Regions from separate parts of the Mus musculus genome. Here region 2 is linked to region 1. The links are chromatin contacts, called in public HiChIP or PLAC-seq maps. All regions are on one chromosome and are shown on one strand. The core of a region is the stretch at or near the end of the contact, and the rest is flanking DNA. Distances in the headings are between cores, read along the strand shown.

Region 1 (7,030 bases), core at 3,378-5,877:
GTGTCAAGAGGGCCTCTAAACATGTCCTAATGTGTGCTACCCTGTGATCAAGGGTGTGAAGCACTTTGCACAGTGGCTGGTCCTTTGCATGGCCCCTGTTATAAAGCACCACCCTGTTACAGTGCTCTCTGCCTTTTGTGATAATTGAATTTCCTATCTGCCATCCTCTTCCTTCCCCATGTTTGCAATGATACATCTTCTGTTCGGTTACCCCACATGCCAGGGCTGTCCCAAGAAACAAAACCAACAGGAGGTACTAGGACAGGGGCTCTCTTCATGGTCTGCCTGTAGCTTTCCAGATTGGTGTCTGTGCTCTGACATGGAAATGTCTGATGATGTTGATGTGGGAGCATATGTGCATGTGTGTGTGAATACTGGTCGAAGCTAGTTACAAGTGGCATAAATAACTCAGGGCGTGGTGCCGGCCACTTTCATGTATCATCTTGGCTGGACAGTGATGGCCACTTTCTGCTTGTGAAAGATGGCAGTGGTTGTGGTCAAAGTCTACAAAAATTACCAGCCGAGTGCCATGGCATGTATCTGGGAGGCTGAGGCAGGAGGTTTGCAGTTTTTGCTTTGGGGCATGTAGAGAGACCCTGTCCCCGAAAACAAGAAGGAAAGAAAGGTTAATAGGGCAGGTGGGCCTTGTCTGATCAGATGGGGGGGGGGAAGCACGAAGCTTTAGCGTCCTATGAAGAGTCAGCCTTGAGGTGCTAATGTAGAGAGCTCCCAGAGTCTCCAACCAACTGGCTCATCCCACATGCTATGGAACTTGCCAAGTTCAAGCTGTCAAAAGATGAAATGGAAATGGACACAGGGCCCCAGGAGACAGCTCAGCTGGTAAAGATGCTTCCCGGACAAGCGAGGTAACTGGTTTCCACCTCAGGGCCCACATAAAGGTGGACACAGAGAATGGATTCCTAAAAGCTGCTCAGGTTTAACTTATCTCGAGTAACAAGAGAGAGTCTCGCCCTACTGGCTGAGGATCTTCAGAGTGAAATTAAGAGTTTCTGTGGAAGAACATCTTCTATTTGTGTAGAAACTGTCCAAAGAAGAAAGGGAATTTAACATTAAAAGTGATTTAAAAAATACTTACTTTAGGCACTATCCTTTAATCTCAGCGTCAGAGAGGTTCAGGCAAGCTATCACTAAGAGTTTAAAGCCAGTCTGGTGTTCATAGTGAGTTCTAGGCTACCCAGGGCTACACAGCAAAGCCCTTCTCAAACCACCTCCCCCTGCCCCCACCCAAAGATTTATTTTATCATTAAGTGTGTGTGTTTGTGAACTTGTGCACATGAGTGCAGGTTTACTCAGAGCCCAGAAGAGACCCCTGGCACCCCTGGAGCTGGAGTTACAGTCAGTCCTGGGAACTGAACTCAAGTCCTTTAAAAAGGTGATGATATGCTGTTCTCTTAACTGCTGAGCCATGCCTCTAGTCTCAGAAAAAAAAAAAAAGAGATTTTTAAAAAAATATGAAAATGTACAGTATAAGTGAGTTTTGGGTGGAGAAATGTTTCAGAGAAAAGTAGAGGAGTCCTGAGGTCTCCGTCATTTACCTACTGAAAATCCGCTGAGCATCTGTGGTGCCCACATGGGATTAGGGGCGGGAGCGAGGAGGCAGGCTCCGGCCTCCTGGGACTGAGATCCTGGTGCAGACAGGCAGACAGACAGACTGACCTTCCTAGGAGACCCAGAGGAATGTGAAGACTCAGGGATGAACTGGGACTTAGGTGCTGCTTCACTAGGTGGCCAGAGAAAGCTCTCTAAGGTGACGTTTGAGCTGAGGCCCAAAGGAGAGGAGCTCTCCCAAAAGAGCCCCCCAGGCACCAGCTCAGCTAGTGCAGAGGCCCCAAAGCCCTCATACCGCGTACTGGCAGCTCCATAGAGAACCCCGGGCTGCTCTGAGTTCTCCGGGAATTCAGGTGACCCTGGAAGGCCCCCAGAACAGGGTGGGACCAACTTCAGAAGGGAAGCAAACTGAAAATGTTCCCATTTGGGGAACTCGGGATAGGTCAGCATTGAAGGGCTGTTCTAACCTTCTGGAAATCAGGGGAAGTCAGTGGCTCCAGCTGGCTATGTGTTTGGACACAGATGTTCCCCATCTGTAAGGAGCAGGAGCAGAGAACAGGGGAACTGGGTGGGGTGTCTGGCAGCAGCCACTACATGCCTGCAAACTCCTACTCAGCCTTCAGAACCCGGCATGCATTCCCCCTCCCAGGAAAGCCTTCCAGACAGTTCTGAGCTAGCCAGTCAGCTCCTACCACCTGCGACTCACAGGAACTTGGAATGTTTGCCTCCGTCTCCACGGACAGCAAGGCTGTTTATGCCCCCGGAGTGGACACGTAAGCAAGTACAGGAGTGACATCTCAGGTCAGGAACAGAAGACGTGAGAGTCAGTGCTGGCTCTGAACTAATGCTTATGGATTCTGTGTCTCCAAGGCCTGGCCTCCAGGACATGTCCAGGCAAAGGGACCAAGTGACATTTCTGCCCACTACTATCACCCCTTTCTGCTGAGTTTCCCCGAGGGACACTTGGGTCCAGCTTGTCCTTAGGAGGACTGGATGGTGATTAGAAGGTTCTGAGGCCGTGAAGTCCTGGCTAAGCGTTCCTGATATTAGGAAGTTATTGAAAGTCGGGCCAGCCACAATGCATACTGGGAAGACTTGGTCACTATGTCCACCAAGGAGGAGGGACGGGAGCCCTGTCGCCTGCAGGGGGAGGGGCAGGCAAGAGACATGGCAATGCATAGGTTAGAATGACAGAAAGGGACACGCAGGCCCGAGGGAGAGAGAGACAGGGGAAACGGAGGGGTGTCAAGGTGCGGCTTAAGGGCCTAACATCCTTGTGGTGCCTTATACTCACTCACTGCCTGCTGTAGGCACTGGGAACCTATGAGAAGCCAAGGCCCAGCCGCCGCCCCATGGCCACCTCAGTGCTTATCTGGGGCCCAGGCTGGGTACCTTGGTCTCCATAGCTCCTCTACCCTGAAACCGTGCTCTCAGATTAAACAGGAGGACCCGGGAACCTGAGGCACTGTTGGTGAAGCCCATGCATGGGACTTCCCAACACTATAGGGGTAGAGTAGGCTTGTGTCTGGGTGAACATGCCTGGCCCAGAACCCTTGGCTGCCTTCCCTCCTCCTCCTCCCCAGTGCTGCCCGCCTCTGCCGCCCTTTGACCCATTCAGTCTGTCACCCTGCCATGTTGTTTCCTATAAATCCCTCCTGGTCTTTTTTTTTTTTTTTTTTTGAAACCTCAATTCACAAATAGATTCCACATCATAAGACAGAGTGGCTTTTGGAGGCGAAGGAGCACTTTGTAGCAAAGGTCACGGCTGTCTCAGGTGTGTTTATTGGCGCTTAGTTTAAATTGCCCCTCACGTCCCAGGAAGGTGGAAGTCTTAAAATTACTTCTCCCTCCATCTGGCGCCGCCCAGGCCCGGAAGCTCTGAGTCGCCTCACACTGAATTATTAATTATGATTTTCTTCTGTAATTGTCTACCCTGGAGTATGGACCAGCAGGCTCTGACTTGCCTGACCTTAAAGACAAGAACTCAAAGGCTCTTGGAGATCAGTTGCCTCAGTCAGTGGAACTGCTGTGCGACCCTGGGCAAACACATTTCCTCTCTGGGCTGTTCCATATGTGTGGTGCGGAAGTGAAAGCTTTTGAGTCTGCTAGCAGGGATATTTTTCTCTTGTTCGGTTGGAGACAGTGTCTCAGCATGTAGCTTTGACTATCCTGGAACTATGTAAACTAGGCTGGCCTAGAACTCACAGAGATCCGCCTGCCTCTGCCTCCTGAATGCTGGGATTAGAGGCACGGACCCCCACTGCCCAGCTAGGAGGGACATTCTCTTAATTTCAAACTTGAAAGTGGGTCTCTGGTGCATTGTAATTTTAGATTTGGATGGTCCTAGGGAGGAAGAGAAATGGACACTCAGCCATCTTCCACAGGTCATCCCAAGGTCACCTGGGATCAACATCCATTTATTAGCAGACAGGGAAAAATTAAGGGGTGGAGCACCAAGGAAGGCCTGGTAGAGAGCCAAGAAAGTCACTTCCCTTAGAGACCATAGGCCAGAGATGATCACATGGTTCTAGGTGCAAAGCAAGTTGGGAAATGTAGTCCCTGACTAGACAGTTACTAACCTATAGCAACCTCTGTCCTCTGGTATTCTCTCTCTCTCTCTCTCTCTCTCTCTCTCTCTCTCCCTCTCTCTCTCTCTCTCCCTCTCTCCCTCCCTCCCTCCCTCCCTCCCTCCCTCCCCCCTCCCCCCTCCCCTCTCTCCCCTCCCTCTCCTTTCTTCTCTCTCTGTTTCTGTCTCTCTCTGAAATGTGACTTGCCTGGAACTCACAGAGATGTGACACTCTTTTTCTTTAGTTGCATTTTTATGTATTTGTGTGTTTTGGGGGGGGGGGGGTGGCGGAGGAGGGATAGGGAGGGGGAGGAAGATGGAGGAAGGGGGAGAGGGGGAGGGGGAAAGGGAGAGGGGGGAGGCTTTGCTTGCAGCAGTTCATGTGTGGGAGTCAGAGGACAGTTTCAGGAGTCAGTTGTCCCCTCACACCCAGTAGGCTGTCAGGCTGAATGGCAGGCATCTTTCCCTGCTAGGCCTCAGTGTTCTCAGTGTTCTCTTTTCAAAGGAATTACACAGAGGAAAGGAATTTCATCCCTTGTTTATCAGTGAACTAAAACATGTGAACTAAAGCATGTGACTTCCTTCCACGGAGAAAGCTCCTGTAAGGTCTGCCCTGTACCTGTGAGGGGGTCTAGTGTGGGCAGAGGATGGACAGACAGATACAAGGACAGACAGACGTTCAGATGAGCAGAGCACAGAGAGCTTGGAGCAGACTGTGGATGAGTCCCCATGACTAAGCCGAGAAGGCCTGTCAGTAGAAGAAGGGGGGCGGGGGGAGGCGGAGACCTTCTGAACACAGTGTGCGGCCATCAAGCATGCCCCTGCAGAAACAGTGTGCGGACCCAAACCTCACTCCACACGAAGCACTGAGGGGTAGGCGAGATGGCTCAGTGGGTAGTGTTCACTGTGTTAGTGCGAGCACCCAAACTCAGATCCACAGTACCCGTACAACTAGCCTGGTGTGATGGGGAATAACCAGGAGCCCAGTGCCTGGGGGTAGGGGTGGAGATGGGAGAATCCCTAGGACTCCCAGACCAGACACTCTAACTGAATCAGATCACTTCAGGCCATAGAAACCCTGCCCCCAAAAGATAAGGTGTCGAGAGCCAGAGGAGGACTGGCCAGTTGGGCCTCTCAAACACACACGGTCGAAAGAACCATTGACTCGAAAAAGCATAGTAAGAAGATAAGGAGTGGCCCAGCCTCAAGAAGGCTGAGCGAGAAGCTGCATGATGTGAGAACAAGGGAATTAGGGGAAGACCTGAGCTCGGATCCCTAGCACCCAGATAAGAGCTGACCATGTCTGAGCATGCTCGAAGCCACTGCACTGTGGGTGGGAGATAAGCAGATCCCTAGAGCTGCTGGTCAGCTGGCCTGGCTGAAACTACTTCTGTGCAGTGAGAGACCCTGCCTCAAAACACAGATAATGGAGACAGATAAATGACATCGTCCGCTGTGTCTGCGTGTGTATATGTAACACAACACACAGTATACACACATACACACCACACACATACCGTCACACATGCACTCTCAGTGCATGTGCAACACAACACAGTGTACACACATACATACACACCACACACATACACATACCACCACACACGCGCACACACACACATACTACATACCTATGCACACACACACATTCACACACATCCACCATCACACACACACACACACACACACACACACACACACATACACACACAAACACACAGGCAAATTTATCAGTGGCCTCATGGAGAGTCAACGATTATGTTCTTTAACGGCCCCATTACAAAGATGACACAGCAGAGCCTAGGCTATGAGGCTCCACAGTACGGTGCTAGCCTTACACACAAACTCATCAGTTAAAAAGGTAAAGCCAGCTGGGCGTGGCGCTGCATGTCTGTAATCCCAACACTCTGAAGTACCTGCTGAAGGAAGAGTCCAGTGAGTTTGAGGCCAGCCTGGTCTACATGGGACCAAAGAAACAGAATGCTGACAATGTGGCATGGGCCTGTCATCTTAGCTCTCTGCAGATTGAGGCAGGAAGATCGTGAGTTCTAGGCCATCGTGGGTATCCAGTGAGACCCTGTTGCAAACAACCATCCAAACAGGAAGTGAACTGAGCACAAGGGAGAGAGTAGGGGGGAAGGGATCACCATCCTTCATGCCAGAGATTCTGTGATGTTAGTCAGATATCATGGGCCGCATATTCTACTAAGTGCTTACAAAAGACGAGGACCCCAAACTCAGGGAAGGACTAGAGACTCGAGGTCCTGGAGTGGCAGTTAGTGTGGTGTTCAAAATGATGGTTAAAAAGTAGCCTAGGGGCGTGGCACAGGCACTCTGGACACAGTTGGAATCCCTGCCTTGAGATCAGCAAAGGCAGCTCCTTGTCCTGTGGCCGCGGGTGACATGACCGTGAGCCCGCTGACAGAGCACCACTTGGTGTGTGAGGAAAGCGCCCTCGAGGCTCACAGCAAACACCAGCCCTCAGAATTATGCTGAGCCAAACAATCCCAAACCAGAGGTTATACACTGTGTGATGCCATTTATAGAACATTCTAGAAACCACACAATTATAGAAATGGAGAACAGATTAGTGGTTGCCAGGGTCAGGGTCAGGGTTGGGGTGGGAAGTGGGTTTGGTTAGGGAAGAGCAGGGGGGCACTCTGTGGAACTGAATGTTTTGGGTCTCCATGATGTTACTGTAGGGGTCCTGGTGGGGTGATGTACTGTGGGTTTGTCCAATGTCATGGTCAGGCCAGGGGAAGGGCACTTAAGTCTGTGATAATCCTGGAAGTGGGTGTATTTCATAAGGACACTGTGAGACCCTCTCTGCCTAGGACCTGTTGAGAATCGCTGTGCCCTTGGGACACAGAGGCTTCTCAGAAACCTCAGGGGTGC
Region 2 (6,696 bases), core at 788-3,287, 150 kb before region 1:
CATAAGCAATTCCTTACTTGCAATTTTGTCTCCATCCCACCTATCCCACCTGGCTTGTATCATGGACTCAGTTTTGAGCTTTCCCTTTGTTTAGTTTTTTTGTTTTGTTTTGTTTTGTTTTGTTTTTCAAGACAGGGTTTCTCTGTATAGCCCTGGCTGTCCTGGAACTTACTTTGTAGACCAGGCTGGCCTCGAACCCAGAAATCCGCCTGCCTCTGCCTCCCAAGGCTGGGATTAAAGGTGTGCGCCACCACAGCCGGGCTCTTTGTTTACTTTCAACCTGCTCAGAACTAGCTTGGGGTAGCCCTCCCCTCCCCATGAGCTGTGTGAGATCGTGTGTGTTACTTAACATCTCTGTGTCCCACTTTCTCTTGTGGAACAGGAGTGGTGAAGATGTAAAAGATCGCAGTGGTGACTGTTTATCAAGTCTCAGCAGGACACGCTCTCTGTCTGTGGCCTCTCTGTCACTTTCTTACCTGTTAGTAGCATTTAGCTTACTCGACAGAGGTGACCCACAGAATGGGACAGAGGGATGGAGCCCAAGTCAAACACATGGCAGTGGCATAGCTGGCTCCTAAGGCCTTGAGATTCAAATCAGGAATAGGAGGAGCCACGTACACATGGGGAAACTGAGGCAGAGAGCCTAGCAGTGTCCCTGCCCTTCCTTCACCCCCTGCACCTTCTTGTCCTTTGAGCCTCTGCCCTCACTGTTCCTCTCTGCCCGGAACATTCTTCCTCTCCAGGATGCAGTTCAACAACTTGCTTTCCTCCGAGGCTTAGGGTCCTGGCTCCGTGCCCTTCCTAAGACCTGAGTTACCTGGGGCACCGTGGGCTCTGGTTTAGGACTGGACCTTGGTTTTGCGACATCAATGGGCTCAATGCTGCGTGGGGTAGCAACTGGCACACAGTAGGCCCTCAGAGCTGACCCATTAGGGTAGCTGGGAATGAGGAGCTGTACAGGCCTGTGCCAGTGTCCTCCATCCCTCAGTTTCTGACTGTAAACTGGTTGCCTGGCCCAGGTTCTGAGTTGCAATGGTGCTTTTGGACTCTCATTGACGGGGGACCAAGGCCTTGGGGGTGCCATGAGGCCTGTGGGTGAGAACCTCTGGACACCTCCCAAGAGAGTGAGACTGTAACCCAGGTGACAGGAGGAAGGATGCAGGCTACCTTGGGAATGGAATCCCAGTGTCCAATCTGTTTAAAGGCAGCTGCTAAGGGTAGGTTTTTAGAAGCCAGTGGTACCTGTCCAGCCACCTGGCTACTTATCCACAAATTTACCTACCCATGCATCCATCCACCTCCTACCTAATGTGTCTATGCACTATCCATTCATCCCTCCACCCACCTACCTGCTCATCTCTCTATTCACCCATCCAAGCATAGGCAGTGGGGCCAGAGAAGCGGTGGAAGATGATAGAAGGGCTCCACTGCCTAGCACCGGGCAGTCCTGTTGCTCAGTGAAGACAACGTGCCCCGAAGAGGACTTGCTGCTACCGGGCACCCCAGCAGGTCTGGGGCATTACTGCAGGACCCACTGTCTACTATGAATGGTGTAGACATACTGCCTCTAAGCAAGCAAGGGTTGGGGAACCTGTCTCTAGCTAACTACACTGCTCTGCCTCTTGCCAAATTTGGGCTCAGCATCCTTCCAGAGGCCTGTCCCAGTATCACTGACCAATGACAGATTTAAACACCGCCATCCTGACAGTTATGGGGAATACTGGTCCTGTGGTAGAGCACGGCAGGGGCTCCAAGTCCAGGCTTCTTGTCCTGAATGTCCGGCCCAGGCCGTGGATGAGATGATCTCTTCCTTCCCCAGGTATGGCTGGAGTTTGATTAGAACTGTACCTAACCTGCACACCCTGGTGTGCAGGCTTATGTGGCTCAAGGCTGTACCTCTCTGACCAGCCAAGGTCACCACGCGGCTTCCTCTTCATGTGGAGCTTAAGGGGCCAGCAAACCTTCTATAACAAAGCTAGACACGGAGGCAGCCAGCTCTGTGGCCACATAGTCTCTGTTGTTATGACTCAACCCTGCCAACATCACAGGGTGACCACAGGCAACGTGTCAGTCAGCACAGGGGGTGAGGGATGATGCGATGGTATTGTTGTAATACCTTGTTTGCAAGTATTTTGGGTTTGGCTTGCTTCACTGGGCTAGCACATCTGGAGTCACTCATGTGTCACATGCATTGGCCATTTCCCTTTTTGCTGGTGACTACTGTGCCATCATCTGGTACAATGCACGCAGCCCCCACTGGACCTTTACGGAGCCCTGGGTGCATTGCTCGTTCATGGAGAAGCCCATGTGCTCACAGATTCCCCCATCCCCTGGTCTGAGGACAGCAGAGACATTGTGTTTTTTTGAGACAGAGACTCATGCAGCCCTGGTTGGCCTTGAACTTTTCTGATCCTCCGGTCTCAGCCTGTCAAGTACAAGGGTGACAGGTGTGCAAACATACCCTAACAGACGGTGGCACTAAGGTTCTTCTAGGCTCTCTACTTGCTGCCCTCTGGCTGAACACAGAGCTTGCAGCTTTGGCTAGTCTAGCAAGCCAGCTTGCCCTGGGGATCCCATCTCCACCTAACGGCTGGGATTATAGGTAGGCTGCTATACACACTTGGATTTTTTCTATACGGGATGCGAACTCTAATACTCACCCTTGTAGAGTGAGCGCTTTATCCGCTGAGCTACCCACCCAGTCCCAACACTTACTTACTTTATTGGCAGGGTTTCATCATGTAACCTTGGCTAGCCTGGAAATTGCTAAGTAGACCAAGCTGGCTTCAAACTCAAAACTCTGCCTCCCGAGTTCTGAGATTAAAGACACTTACCACTATGCCTGACTTCTGTTTGACACCATAGAGGTTTCTTTTCCCTTTTTTTTTTCCTTCCTTCCTTCCTTCCTTCTTTTTTTGGTTGACACTTTTTCTTTTAAACCAGAGCACACTGGACTTGAGTGCATCGACTCTGTTAGTCCTTGTGGACCAAGGTTAGTGTGGTTAAGCTCCTTCCCCTTAACTGTCCTGGGCAGTTAATCCTCTGTGATCAGAACACAGTAGAACAGCATTACCAAGTCAAGCCAGGGTGGCCTTTGGGAGCCTCTTTCCAGTACCCAGCACTGCCAAGGGCGTCAGGAAAGTGCGCTGTATGGGCCTCACTACTGACTTAAGTTTGGGCTGAGGCTGTCTCAAAAGAGGCCGGGAGGGGTGCGTGGTAACATGGGAAAAAACCCAGAAGGTGCTCCTGGTCCAGGGCAAAGTGACCTCACAGTGGCGAGCTACACTGAGCTGTTCTGCTGATACCAATCAGGCCAGGAGAGCATCACCACTCTAGACTCTGAGGCATCCTAATAATTCTAACCAGTGTTCCCAAGTCAGCCAAGATTGCAAGTGAGGCGTCAGAGGGAGACCGCCTTCCCAGTATGTGTATGGGCCTGAGTTCTGCCCCCAGCACTCAGGAGGCTGAGCATCGGGAGTCTGGGCTACAGAGAGAACTTGAAGGCAGCCTGGGCTGTGGCTGAGAAACTGCCACAGACCAATGATCCTCAAATAGGGCCATGACAAGTAACCAGATTGTGCTAGCCTAGATGGGACTCTGGGATAGGAAGGGGACACTGGCTATGAGACTAAAGGCAAGTGATCGATGGCAGAGCATAGCATAGAGCAGCCCCCCTGGGTGCTAACTGGCACAAGCACAGAGCTTCAATGCCTGCTTCTTTCCACCATTCCTTATCCGGAAATGGCCTAAAAGCAACTGCCAGAAGAGAATTATATCTCACACACAAAGCCCTGGGTTCCCTGGGTTTGATTCCAACCCTGCAGAAACAGCTGCCGAGTAAACCCAGCACTCTGAAGGTGAAGATCAGGAGATCGGGGTCATCATAGAGAACCATCTACACGAACGGTGCAATCTCCCTTCATGTCCAGTGACAGCCCCATCACACCTGCCCTGCTCAGAGATCTCAGACCTGCTCAGGCTGGCAGCAAAGGACTGTCCAAGGTCACCTGTGCAGGTGGAGTCGAGAGGACCACACTCAGCCTCATGTCCAGGTCTGGGAAATGAGAGTCATGCAGGATGCCTGTCCCTTAACTAGCAGAAACTAGCGAAAGAAGCACAAGGGTGCAGCCAGCGCTCTGGGCTCTGGTACAAGCTCCCCAGTGGCAGCTGCCTGTAGCCTGAGCCCGGCATCCCTCTGCGAGCCTCAGTCTTGCCATCTGTAGGATGGCTGGCACCTGGTATTCACAGAGGCATGCTTGGCGCTGGTGTCAGGAATAACCCGAACAAGAGTGTCTTCTCCCACCACCTGAGGAAAAGGCTCTCGATTCCTGCAGCCTGGTAGCTGTTTTCTAGGGCACTCAGTTGCCCATGAGGCTCCTTTAATGGGGGCAGGGTACAGATACAGACGTCTCTTTGTTCCAGCCCTGGTGGTGGCTGGTGGCTGGGTCACCCTGGGAGCAGCTTTGGCATGGTCACCATCCTTCCCCACAGGCACTGGGAAGGGCACAAGGATGCTGCTCTATCCAGTGACAGCAGCATTGTGAAGGCTGCGTGGAGCTGAGAGGCCGGCAGACTAGGTAGACAGACCCTGAGCAAGCACATCGGTCAGGCTCGGTTAATCCAGACGCCTCAGGCAGTGTGGCCTCTGGGACTCGGTGCTGATCCCTGCCCTCCTCAGTCTCCAAGCTGCCCCTTCAAGGACCCACAGCATCCCCTCCCCAAGAGAATGATCAGTTTGTCACCACACGCTGTCTTTGTCACGGCCATCAGTGACCTTCAGGGCCAGGTCCCTTTGCTGCACCATCAGGCTGCCTGCTGCGCTGCCGACTCGGGTGGTGCCCTCTCTGAGGCAGCGGCCCTCTCAGCTTTCTCCACTCCCTGGGCTGTACCTTGTGCTCATTCCTGCTGTCCAGCTGAGGTCTTCCCCTGGCTACTTCTGTTTCTCCTCTGCCACCAGCTCTTGGGCCGAATACGGACTCAACCCCTCACCTCACCCACCGCTCACCCCCACAGCAGCCTGACTGTTCATGCAGCTCAACTGCCGAGCTCCTCTGAGTTCCAAAAACCCATCACCACCTGCTCCCTCAGTCCTAGCACCAGAAAACCAGCACCCAGCATCTCCCATGAGAAATTCACCAGTGACTCCCTACAACACTCAAGATAATCCCACTGTCCAGACCATGACCCCCAAGGTCCTGTCCCTCTCGCCCATCCACTTCAGTGAAAGGTCACCAGGCCTCTTTGATGCACGGCTCACGGCAGCCTCAGTGCCTTTGCACCTGTCCTCCTGCCTCAGATAAGCCTCCTCTGGCATCTCCTCCCCTCCAGGCTGTTAACAACCACAGTTTTATCTTGATCAGCTCTCAGGCATTGTGTCACACAAGCCCGGCTTTTACAGACTAGAATCCTTTCAGTTTAAGCTCTGGTTTCCGGGGCTACCTGGGCATCGGGAACTGTTGAAGAGATAGAAACAAGCTGGCACAGTGCCCTTGGCGGCTACCTGCGTGTTAACAGACAAATCAGGGCGGCTATTTAAATCAATTGAGGGTTGTGTAAACACTGCTATCAGGGGATTACCTGCCCTTATCAGCCCAGAAGCTGGGTGCCTGGGAGAGCAGGCCACCTTGGCTTCTAGGATGGGGCTGGGAGCTGCAGAAACACAGGTCTCAGGCAGCGTGGGAAGGAGGTGACCAGCCAGTATGGCACCCAGCTGGACCTACTACAGGGTGTCTCCCCACCCTTGGCCAGGGAGGATGTGCCTAGAGAGCCCAGGGCCGGTGGGAAGAGAACAATGCTGGACAATATTGTTGCCAGGGAAATAGCCAACTCAGGGCATGACCCAGCAGATCCTTATAGAATATCCACTGTCAGCATGGGCAGGGGCTAAGGTAGCCTTGGCCAGTGGTCTTGCAGGCCAGGTCACCTTCCCTCTTCATCCCAATCTCCAGCCCTCTCAGTGCGGCTGGATCCTCCCGGTTTTCCGACAGCTCCAGGAAACCACACTGCCTCAGTGTTCAGGACATGTGCTGCAGCCAGCCCAGCCAAGGCTGCAGGAGCCTCCCAATTCTGGGCTAGGTGCTCCTACGAGGGGTCGGGGGTGGGGTTGGGGGTTATGGGACCCCTGCAGATGAGGCCTGGGCTCTCCATCACAAAGCGGGCTAAACTCTCCCCTGGATTGTGAGACAGCTTGATTAGCAGGGCTGTACACTATTGGCTTAGGCAGACAGGATGCTTTTAACGGGATTGAGAAGCAAAGCCACAGGAAGGGTCAGGTAGGACCAAGGGTACCACAACCCCTTGGCCAGCCCTGGGGCACCTGAGCCAGAGGACAATTGGCTGGAAAGGAGGGAAACTGAGCCATCTGGAGCTCGGGTTGCAGCCAGACATTCCGACCACATGTGCTTCAGGTTAAAGTGTCCTGCAGGTCCCTTCTCTCAGCCCCTAGTTCCTCATCAAGATGAGTCTCAGCCTGGCCCAGGGGAACACCAGGACTTCCTAGCACACAGGACCCCCCCCACTCCATATATACCATCCAACTCACTGAATTCCTAGCACCTGCCATGTATCAGGGCTCATGCCCAAGGCTAGAGATACAGCAGTGGATGGAACAGGGGAAAAAAATCTGACTTCTGAGTTGTTGGAGACTCAGTGGGCTCCAGCGACAGTGTGTGTGGCAGGGCTTGGTCACCATGTGGC

Evidence for each region. HiChIP or PLAC-seq counts read pairs in DNA pulled down with a chosen protein or histone mark.
Region 2: an H3K27ac HiChIP or PLAC-seq map of microglia shows a contact between it and region 1, with 3 times the contacts expected there. The contact joins two enhancer-like sites. A contact is called at or near these places in 3 of 39 promoter capture datasets (the C10 cell line, macrophages and neutrophils), 1 of 484 Hi-C or Micro-C datasets (the HL-1 cell line), 2 of 115 datasets of contacts at active chromatin or transcription factors (bone marrow-derived macrophages and microglia) and 2 of 9 other capture datasets (adipose tissue and liver).

The regions. Positions count from the first base shown.
Region 1 is chr2:167,796,159-167,803,188 of GRCm38.p6, forward strand. It overlaps Gm32513 (a long non-coding RNA gene), which reads left to right. Exons shown (of 3, transcript XR_375282.1): 3 at 1-128. Among named protein-coding and RNA genes, the nearest start is that of Gm32513, 10 kb to the left of the region's middle. Within about 2 kb of position 4,628, at least 138 of the 459 cell types and tissues checked have an H3K27ac peak or open chromatin away from gene starts, as enhancers often do. A contact at or near this core is called in the HL-1 cell line, bone marrow-derived macrophages and microglia, where this site is marked.
Region 2 is chr2:167,647,369-167,654,064 of GRCm38.p6, forward strand. All of the region lies in intron 2 of Tmem189 (transmembrane protein 189), which reads right to left. Among named protein-coding and RNA genes, the nearest start is that of Tmem189, 11 kb to the right of the region's middle. Within about 2 kb of position 2,038, at least 85 of the 459 cell types and tissues checked have an H3K27ac peak or open chromatin away from gene starts, as enhancers often do. A contact at or near this core is called in the HL-1 cell line, bone marrow-derived macrophages and microglia, where this site is marked.